Regions from separate parts of the Sus scrofa genome. Here regions 1 and 2 are each linked to region 3. The links are chromatin contacts, called in public HiChIP or PLAC-seq maps. All regions are on one chromosome and are shown on one strand. The core of a region is the stretch at or near the end of the contact, and the rest is flanking DNA. Distances in the headings are between cores, read along the strand shown.

Region 1 (3,023 bases), core at 96-2,595, 34 kb before region 3:
ATTCCTCCACGGAGCTCAGCGCCCACCGCTCTGCTAACAGCTGAATCAAGTAAGAGGCTTTTACCTATTATAGCCTTGGGTGTGCTGGGCGGATTTCAGGGTGAGCTGCAGCAGCTGGAGGGAGAGCTTGTTTTGATGCCTCGAAAGAAATTGACCGCACAGGATTTCTCCTGCCTTTAATGACATGGGCCAGGGCTCAAACGCAGACCTTAGCAACTTTCTGGCTGTGTCACCCTGGCCAAGTCACTTCACATGTGGGAGCCTGGTTTATCTCCTCCATAAAATACTGATAATCATGGGACCCCATTGCTGTAAGGATGCAGTGCGATACAATTTGCAGGTGCTGATCTGCAGTGGGAGATGGTGACCTGATCAGGAGTTGTTCCTTATCCTGGTAATCGGCTCAGAGCAAGGATTCTCAAACTGCGTTCCCTGGATCAGCAGCAGCACCTGAGGGCTTGCTAGAAATGCAGATTCACAGTCCCAACCCAGATCTTTTGTTTCCTTTATGGGGTAGGTCTTTTGGTGTTTAATAAACCCTCTGGATGATTCTGATAGTACTCGAGTCAGCTCTGAAAGGTAAAGAGATTTCCCCTAAAATCACAGCTATTTGATTGCATTGGAAAAAAAAAAATTGTTTCATTGACTTTATTTTTTCTTTTTAGGGCCACACCTGCAGCATATGGCAATTCCCAGGCTAGGTATGGAATTGGAGCTGCAGCTGCCAGCTTAACATCACAGCCACAGCAACGCCAGATCAGAGCGACATCTGCGACCTACACCACAGCTCAGGGCGACACCGGATCCTTAACCTACGGACCAAGGCCAGGGATTGAACCCACATCCTCATGGATCCTAGTCAGGTTCATTAACCACTGAGCCACAAAGGGAACTCCATAACTTGCTATTTATAATAAAGCCTCCCTCTCTGGGTAGTGAAGAAAGTGCTGGGGTCAGAGGGAGACCTGGGTTCAGAGCCTGGTTTCCTCATCAGTAGAATCAGAATTGCGATACAGGCTTCCACGAATAAGGAAGAAACTAGAGAAACTCCAGGAAGCTCCTGGCCTGGCCTTGGCCCAGGGAAGAGTTGATTAAAGGGCGGCAAACAGTTAAGCACTTGCAGTTTGCAAAGCACCACCTCACCCAATCCTCACCATGCTCCCCACTTGACTGCTGAAGACGACTCTCGGGGACATTACATGTCATAGGGCCTGGCCACGTCCTGGTCAGTCTCAGAGCCAGGACTCAGTAGCCCTGGAAGAAAAGAGGGCCGGGCCTAGGGTGGAGCAAGGAGGCACCCAGCATGCAGCTTTTAAGGAGGCGCTGACACTCAGGGTTATGGGAGGGCTGAGCGGGCGCCTGAGAGCCGGTGCCTCCTTAAATCTGGGGCCTTGGGCCTCTCTGGCCTCCCCTGGGTCCCAGCCCTGCTCCAGAGGCTGCCTTCTCTGTCGCTAGGGTACCTCTCACTCAGAATGAAAGACTGAGGGGGGCAGGAGTGGGTGGCCAGGCCAGGGCGAAGGCAGCCTTGTTAAAACGCCTACATTTTGTTACAGCAACAGACTTTTCTTCCCCTTAAGCAGAGAACATATTAATATATGAAAATAGAAATGCATATCAGGAAGGTGAGTTAATGATTAATAAGCAATGTACGGTGGGCTCCCAGTGTAGTCACTGCTAGAAATTTCAATTTGGGGAGTTCCCATTGTGGCGCAGTGGTTAACGAATCCGACTAGGAGCCATGAGGTTGCAGGTTTGATCCCTGGCATCGCTCAGTGGGTTAAGGGTCCAGCGTTGCCGTGAGCTGTGGTGTAGGTTGCAGTCGCAGCTTGGATCCTACGTTGCTGTGGCTGTGGTGTAGGCAGGCAACTGTAGCTCCGATTAGACCCCTAGCCTGGGAACCTCCATATGCCATGGGTTCGGCCCTAGAAAAAAACAAAAGACAAAAAAAAAAAAAAAAAATGCAGATTAATTCGGAGAACTCACATGCAGGTTGAGTGGCCAAAAAAATAAAATAAAATAACAACAGAAACAAAACAAAATAAAACAACTGAACTGGTACAATCCCAGACAAACTGGGAGGAGCTGGTCACCCCAGGAGCTTTCTTATAGAAGGTGTGATTCTAGCAATTAAAGGTGCATATTTACATAGAATTTACCGATAAACAACTGCTTCTTCTAGAATACAAAGAAACAGTTTGTTTGTTCTAGTGGAGGAAGGGGAGCTGGCACGTTTGGACCAATGGACAGATAGCACAGACTGGCAATTTTACAGCATATGACCTATGGTGACTATGCTACATCAGCATCGCCTTGCCCATGGATGCTTTCTTCTCTATCAGGCAATGGATTCCTTAGTGTAAAAGGTAGATCTCTTTTATTTGTTTGTTTTCTTTCTCTTTTTTTTTTTTAGGGCCGCACCCACAGCGTATGGAAGTTCCCAGGCTAGGAGTCAAATTGGAGCTGCAGCTGCCAGCCTATACCACAGCCACAGCAATGTCAGACCCAAGCCGAGACTGCAATCTACGCTACAGCTCACAGCAATGCCAGATCCTTAACCCAGTGAGCGAGGCCAGGGATCAAACCTGTATCCTCATGGATACTAGTTGGGTTCATTACTGATGAGCCACGATGGGAACTCCTAAAATATAGATTTCTAATCAAAGGAATTCCAATGTTAGCTTTTGACTCCTCAAAATAATGACCAAAAGAGCCCTGTTGTTCGGAGTTCCCATTTTGTCTCTTTGGTTTAAGAACCTCACATAGTGTCTGTAAGGATGTGGGTTCCATCCCTGACATTGCTCAGTGGGTTAAGGATCTGGCATGGCCACAAGCTGTGGTGTAGGTCACAGATGCAGGCTCACATCCAGCATTGCTGGACCCCTAGCCCAAGGTCGTGTGGCCCTAAAAACAAACAAAAACATGTTGAGAGATCGGTTGTATCTCAGAAGGCAGAAGTCAGGGGAGGAGACACAGAGTTTTCATGCCTTGAACTAGGTGATTTCAAGACAGGTCTTGCCAGACAG
Region 2 (3,190 bases), core at 264-2,763, 35 kb after region 3:
CCCCCTGGGAGAGGCCGCCGAGGAGCCGGAAGCAGGAATGTGTGTCGTGTGTGAGCCTCTGTTCCCTTGAACCGAGAGGCTGGGCCCTCAGAACCGCAGAGCTTTCTCAATGGCAGGTAAGCGCCCCTTCCCAGGGTCACCTGCCCCCGCGCTCACTGGGTCTCCGAGGTCCCCGGCTCCCTGGTCCAGTGACATTTCCCCCAAGTGGGGAACGGCCCCCTTCCTTCCACGGCCCCTTCTCCGTTCCAGCCCTTTTCCTGATCTGGGAGGTCACAGCCACACGCGGGAGACCTCTTAGAAGCCCGGCGTAGGCGCGTGCAGCCTTTCCGGGAGGCCCCAGTGGCTCCAGCGGCCCAGGCTGTGGCCTTGGCATCCAGATTCTATGGCTCCAGGAGAGATCCGTGTGAGCAAACTGGCTGCCTGAGTGTTTTGGCCGCTCACATGTTCTTCCTGGCTCCTCCTGGCTCCTTGGACACGAAAAATCCTGCCCCTTCCCTACCCCATCCTTTGCTTCCTGATTTTTCTCCTTTCTCCTCTGGGCCTGGAGGAGATTGTGGGCTTTTGTTTCATGATGATGTAATTACTGGCTGGGGAGGGCTCTAAGATTCCTGGGGAGGGAGGCCTGTTTAGGTACCTGCTCTGTGTCTTTGGGAAACGCTTTGAAATGAGGGTGGCTGTGCTTTGCTCCTGCCCCGAGAGCAGCGTGTGGTCACACTGAGGCTTTGGAGAGGGCTGGCAAGTGCCTGCACTCACGGCTGAGCCAGCCTGGGCCTCCACGCCTGACCCTGCCTTCGCCGTTACAGGAGGAAAGCTGGACTTTGCACAGCGTGATGGACATGCAGGAACCGGCTCCTGGGCCGGTTCCCAGCTCCGTCTTATATAGGCTGGTGTTTCCATAACTGAGCATGGATTTAACCTGCTCCTGGGGGAAATCACCCCTGTTTTTGGAGAGCGATGGTGGAGGAGGAGGAGAAAAAAGACGAGGAGGAGGAATGTGTGTGGGTTTAAATAAAAAACAGCTACTGTTTATGGAGTGCTTACTCTCTGCCAGGCCTCACCCTCAGAGCAGCACATGAATTAACTCCTTTAATCTGTGGCTAACTCCAGGCAGTACCAGGATCTCCATCCGTCGGAAGGAAGAGCAGAGGCCCAGAAGGGTTAAGTAGCTTTCTTAAGGCCGCACTGCACCCCACCTGTATCATTGGCCCCCCAGCCTGACTTCTGTGTAGGGTGACCAGCTTGTCCGGGTTTGCCTGAGACTGGTCTGCCTTTGGCCAGCCACCGCTTGGTCACCCCGCTTCTGATGCTGGTGCCAGCCTGTTGCCCGTTACTCGCTTTTTATTCAGCCCCCAGCCATCCTGCCGTTGATAGCATTGAGGAAATTTACATCCATGGAAAGACACCACAGGGCCTGTCCTCCAGGGGGAGGGCCTGGCCTTTGGCTGGGGCCTGGTCCCTCTCCGGAGGAGACAATTCCCTGTATTTGGTGTGTCATTTCCTAGACTGAGGAGTGGCAAGTGTGGTGACTCAGGCGCCGGATGTGGGTGGGGGCTGGGGTGCCTGGCTGGGCCTGGCTGGACATTGGGAAGGGCTTTTCAGGGAGGGGGCATGGCTGCGGAGCCTTCCCTCCCCCAGTCTGTTTTGTGGTGTAGGCCAGGCCCTGCTGCCCCCCGGCGAAGGTGGGGAGGTGAGCGTGCTTCTGGGAACCGCCTTTGGGAGAACAGTGTGTGTCATCAGCATGTGACATCCACTGTCACGTTGGCACTCCCCAGCCCCCACACCGCACCATCTGCAGTGGAGAAAGGAAACCAGCAGCATGAGCGTGTGCCCTTCACACAGAGACCCCGAGCCAGGCAGTCTTCTGGCTGCAGAGCTGAGACCCGCCTCTCCCCGTGTGAGGCCCCAGGTGGCGGCCTGGCTCCCGAGCCCACCCGGGCCCTTGTGTGATCTTGGGCAGGTGATTTAGAGGGACGGACCCGAAAGGCATTTGCAACAGGGTCTGGTGCATTATATGCAGTAAAAGAGCATCTTAGCTGTTAACACCCAGGGCTCAGGAAAGCTAAGAGGCTCGGTTATCTTGGAGGCCGGCATCCCTTAAGTCAGGGGCCATCTAGGGAGGGCGCAGCGGGATTATTTCTGGTCTGTTCACAACAGGTTCAGGGCAGATGTCGTCACGTGCTCGGATCCTAATTCCCAGTAGACCTTGCCATATTGAGATTCAGTGAAAAGTCACGGGAGGGGAAGATTTGCTGCTTCCTGCTCCATGCCACGCTGTGCGCCTGAGTCACTGCTCTGTCCTTTTCTTCTAGGCTACTCTGTCCCCTCGCCCATGTTAACTCCTGCAGCACCAGACTTATCTTTGAAGGGCAGTAGGGCTGCTGGCGGCCAGCCCTGTAGAATCTCAAGTCCTGCTACCTCCCAGGAAAGTCTCTGGGATCAAGGGTGAACCATTTCCCTAGCGGCCCGGTCTTACATGGCTGTTTGTCCTTATTCCAAAGTGATACTTGAAATGCATTTAGAAACATGTCCCTGTCAGAATCAGATCATTAAAGAAGGGGGGAAAAAAGAAACCCTTTGACTCAGCTTTTTGGAGAAGGTCCTTAAGGCAGCTTTATTACCATGACGACAGCACGGTTCCCAGCCACCATTCTGTCACCAGCAGAGGCCTCGCCTCCACTGGCGTCAGTAGGTTGTGAAGCCAGAATCCCTGTCTCTGAAGGACACTGAATCCAGCCGGCATTTCTCAATTTTTCTCCCCAAGAGTCTTCAGTGAAAGCCTCTGCTGTTGACAATTGTGTCTGTTGTTTGGAATCTATTAAATTTCTACCCCTTGGATACAGTCACTGATCTCTCATTAACTCTGGAGGGAGTCGGTGTGTCTGTAACGGGGAATGGAATTGGGGTTTTTATGTTTGGCTCAGACTCGCAGGTGGGGATGCTCTTAGGTGTGGGCACCCTTGGGTTAGACCCCTCCTCTCACCGACTGAGGCCCTGCTTCCCTTTGTTTGCTGGTGGCCTTGGGCAAAGCTTTGTGTACCTCTCCAGGGCTAAGGAGTATATTTATTTCCAGTGATTCTGTTCTTCCCTCTTTCCCATGGAATTAAGGCATTTCAAAGTTAAAAGACTCGATCTTCCATAGTTTTTAATTTTTTTTCCGGTTTCAGTGTTTATTTAATTTATTTATTATTAT
Region 3 (3,491 bases), core at 329-2,828:
CCAGCCGAATTGCTGTTTTCCAGATAACCTCAGACCTACCCGAATGCCAACAGCATTCCTCAAACAGAGCAGAGCTGCCAGAATAAGCCGGCAGCTTCCTGCTCTTTGCCCCAGAAAACATTTCAAGTGATCAAGTGATTGGGGTGGTGGGGGGAGGATGCTGCAGCTGCTTATGCAACAAGCTTTAATCCCAGGGTAAAATCCACCACGCGAAACGGCCATGTATTTTATTTCTTCAAGTGGGGTCGGGAAGTTAGATCGGCCAGAAACTCCTCATTCTATTTGTTTTCCCCAAAGCAGCACCCACACACAGACACATGGAGTATTCTTATGGGATGGCTGTGGATGGCCGCTGCCCACACAGCCAGGCGGGAGCACAGAGGCTGATGAGCTCTGGCCTCCTGTCCCCGGTCTGGTCTCCCTGGGCTCAGTTCCACCCCCAGGAAGAGGAGGCCCCTCCCTTCTGGTGAGGCCCAGGCCTGTTGTCCTTTGTCAGATCTGGTGGTGGTGGCGGCAGTGCCCCCCCCCTCCCCCGCATCTTGGCCTCTTTAGCCTAAAATATAGCAACGAAATCCCCTCCCTCTTCATAAAGCCGGGGCCCTGCCCCTGCGGTACCGTGTCCTTGGGTTCTTGGCTTGTTCCTATTTGACATAAGATTCCCAGCCAGGAAGAATTTATGTGTGCTCGGTGGGCATCTGTCGTCCGTGGGGGTGGGGGTGGGGGTGGGGGAACGGGGGCAGGGCGAGCAGGCCATCAGCGCCACCGTTTTCTTTGTGGCAGCGGACTGTGTGGGATGAGAAAGCCCACAAGCCCTAATTTTAGAAGGAGAAGGGGAGGCTTTATTGGTCCATACTTTTACCTCCTGGCATATGGCTGCGTCACCTCGGGATGCTTTCTCCAGCCTCTCAAGAATGGGGTTTATTTAGCCTTTGGGGTTCCAGCTTGCTGGGGTGTTTTGTTTTGTTTTGTGTTTTTAAACCTTGTTAATCAAGCACCTTGTCTTTTTTAAAGAAAGAAGCCAGTGCGTGTGGACTTTTAAAGATCCTTTTGGATTTGCCTTTTCTTTCTCGGGCTGCCCACCAGTTACAAAGGAGGAACCAGGCAAAGACCTCCGAATACTATTGAAATGGGTGGAATTATAAGCAGTTCTGAAACACGAGTTAATGTTTTACTGGGGAGCAGTGCCAGAGATATGGGGGTGGGGGGATTGCCAAGGGGTAGGGCTGTGTGTGAAATAGCTGTTCCATCTGCCTGTGGGGACCCAGAGAAGCCGTGGAAGTAAATTTCAGCAAAAATCCTTATAAAGCTCATGGGATTTGTCTGCCCGCTGAGGGCCCAGCTCCCCCAGAAGACCCATGCAGGGATGACTGTGGCAGGAAGGGCGAAGCAGTGGGTGTAGGCCTGACTAATAATGGGGGTTCTTGTTCCCTGGCTGGGTTTGACATCTTTCTTTCTCCCTCTGGATTTAAATGGCTTCTCAGCCCGAGAGGCACTGCCTGTGCCCTGGATTCAGAAGGTACACGCCTCCTTGGGAAGCCAAGGCGAGAGACAGCGGCTCACTCACTCTCTCTCTCTCTCTCTCTTTCTGCATCTGCCGGGAGAGCTGCCGCTGGTATTTTTCCACAGGCCTTTTCTGCGCTCTCAGGGCCTAGCTTTTCCCGGCCAGGCCCAGAGTCCGAGAGAGGGTTAATAGGCAGGAAGCTGAAGCCATCGCAGACTAATACGGAAGTCAGATTTTTGTTTAACTGACAGGTTTAGCAGGCCTCCGCCGTGGGGGAGGGGGCCGGGAGGGGAAGGGAAGTCTGTAGCTCTAGGCATGTGGCCTGCTAGGAGCGCATTTGGCCTTTCTTAGGGTAAGGACCGAAGCTGCTGGGGGTGCGGGGCTGGCATCCCGGCCAGGAGGCAGGAGCCGGATTTGGTTTTCGTTGGAGCTCTGGATGGGGGTGGGGGGCGGTGAGAGGTGAGATTCTGGGCCGAGGCGAAGGGCTCTCTGGCCTGCTTTGTCCAGGAGGCAGTCTGACAATGACTATGCAAACTTGACCACTGGGTGCCCCTCCTCCCTGCCAGCCCGAGTCCTCTGTCCTCTGAGAAGCCAGGGCTGCTCTGGAACCATCTGGGGGGCTCGCCTGCCCGGTCTCTTCGGCCTCAGAGGCCTGCCTCCAGCCTCTTTTTTTTCTTGTTCCCTGGGCTGTTTTCCTGGGGCTCCCCACGCTTCGGCCTCAGTCCGCCCCTCACCTCGCCGGGGGCGGGGGTGGGGGAAGAACGTTCTGCTGGATTGTTCTAGAAAAAGGACCAGCCTTCCTCCCAGCGAGAGAGCCGTTTCCGTGGGGGCAGATGAGGGTGAGCCCTTCCAGCTCACCCCCAAATCGCTCTTGCTTGGGGCCTCCGGGCCTCAGGCTTTGCTGGAGCAGGTCAGGCTGGCTGCACTGGCTTGCCCGTGCCGGGAACTCTAGCCAGGGTGTGGGAGAAGGGCGTCTGGGGGCCCCTTCCCTAAGTTTTTCTTGCTGCAAAAGGCCTAGCTTAGCCTGTCTTTTTCTATGCACAGGATGGCTCTTGCTCACCAGAGCCTCACAAAGATAATCGCTCAGGAAGTGTTTCCGCCAATCCGAGGCCGCCTTACACTCCGATTTGCCGGGGCAGCCAATCGGGGATGAGCTTTTATTAGGCGGCCAGATCATCAAGCCGAAGTGCCAAACCCTTTTTCTGTGAGAACTAGGAGCCTGTCCTCCATGTTTTATAAGTATTGACATTACACAGTGTTAACAATGCATCCACAGAGGTAAGCTCGACTTTTTAACCATCTTTTCTCCCCCTCCCTCTGAGACATCCGCATTGTGGGCGAGCAGTGTGATTTCTCTGTGGCTGGCCGTGCCACACTCACCCCCACAGCACTTAGGTTAACTTGGAACTGTTTAGAGAGAATTTTTTTGCTTTCTTGGGTCACATGGCTAAGTAGCCATTAGCCAGAGCTTGATTCTGCAAACTGGCAAGGGCCTGGCACACCTTTTCTTCCACCAGGACATGGTGTTTCTAGAAGAGTGTGAAGCTAGATCCTGGTATTGCCAAAAAAGAAAGCTTTTTTTTTTTTTTTTTCCCCTCCCCTTCCCTCCTCTCTCTTTTTCTCTCTCTCTCTCCCTCTCTCTGAGCAGTACCCCCCTCCCCCCCCTGCACTATTGTCTTCTCTTGTGTCACATGCCTGCTGGGGGAAGAAAATGGAAGGTAAGCAAGCAGGCTCCCCTCCAAGGAGAGCTCATGGCAGAGAGCAAAAGCAGGCAAGTTTACCTCTCCAAAGAGGTGCTGGGAAGGCTGGACTCAGTTCTGACCAGCGTGGACGTGTGTTTGAGAAAGAACCAAGCCCTGAGCAGAGCAGTGCTAAGGCGAGAGCCTGGCTCCTGGGGCCTAGGTGGGAGGTGGTGGCTCCCCAAGGTCTTTTCTCTTCCTGCAGGGTTGCTTCACTTGAAACTACATTGTTCAGCCTTTTTTCCTGACTT

Evidence for each region. HiChIP or PLAC-seq counts read pairs in DNA pulled down with a chosen protein or histone mark.
Region 1: a contact with region 3 is called in an H3K27ac HiChIP or PLAC-seq map of alveolar macrophages. The contact joins the enhancer-like site here to the promoter of ZMYND8 in region 3. A contact is called at or near these places in 10 of 47 Hi-C or Micro-C datasets (adipose tissue, embryonic fibroblasts, epiblast stem cells and 6 more) and 2 of 2 datasets of contacts at active chromatin or transcription factors (alveolar macrophages and skeletal muscle).
Region 2: a contact with region 3 is called in an H3K27ac HiChIP or PLAC-seq map of skeletal muscle. The contact joins the enhancer-like site here to the promoter of ZMYND8 in region 3. A contact is called at or near these places in 1 of 5 promoter capture datasets (fetal liver), 13 of 47 Hi-C or Micro-C datasets (adipocytes, alveolar macrophages, embryonic fibroblasts and 7 more) and 2 of 2 datasets of contacts at active chromatin or transcription factors (alveolar macrophages and skeletal muscle).

The regions. Positions count from the first base shown.
Region 1 is chr17:49,422,678-49,425,700 of Sscrofa11.1, reverse strand. No RefSeq gene overlaps it. Among named protein-coding and RNA genes, the nearest start is that of ZMYND8, 34 kb to the right of the region's middle. Within about 2 kb of position 1,345, at least 57 of the 83 cell types and tissues checked have an H3K27ac peak or open chromatin away from gene starts, as enhancers often do. A contact at or near this core is called in adipose tissue, alveolar macrophages, epiblast stem cells and 4 more, where this site is marked.
Region 2 is chr17:49,354,089-49,357,278 of Sscrofa11.1, reverse strand. The region is part of intron 3 of ZMYND8 (protein kinase C-binding protein 1); the gene reads left to right. Among named protein-coding and RNA genes, the nearest start is that of ZMYND8, 35 kb to the left of the region's middle. Within about 2 kb of position 1,513, at least 52 of the 83 cell types and tissues checked have an H3K27ac peak or open chromatin away from gene starts, as enhancers often do. A contact at or near this core is called in alveolar macrophages, embryonic fibroblasts, epiblast stem cells and 6 more, where this site is marked.
Region 3 is chr17:49,388,505-49,391,995 of Sscrofa11.1, reverse strand. ZMYND8 (protein kinase C-binding protein 1) reads left to right here and starts at 1,578. Exons shown (of 26, transcript XM_021078039.1): 1 at 1,578-1,853; 2 at 2,546-2,779. The coding sequence starts at 2,766.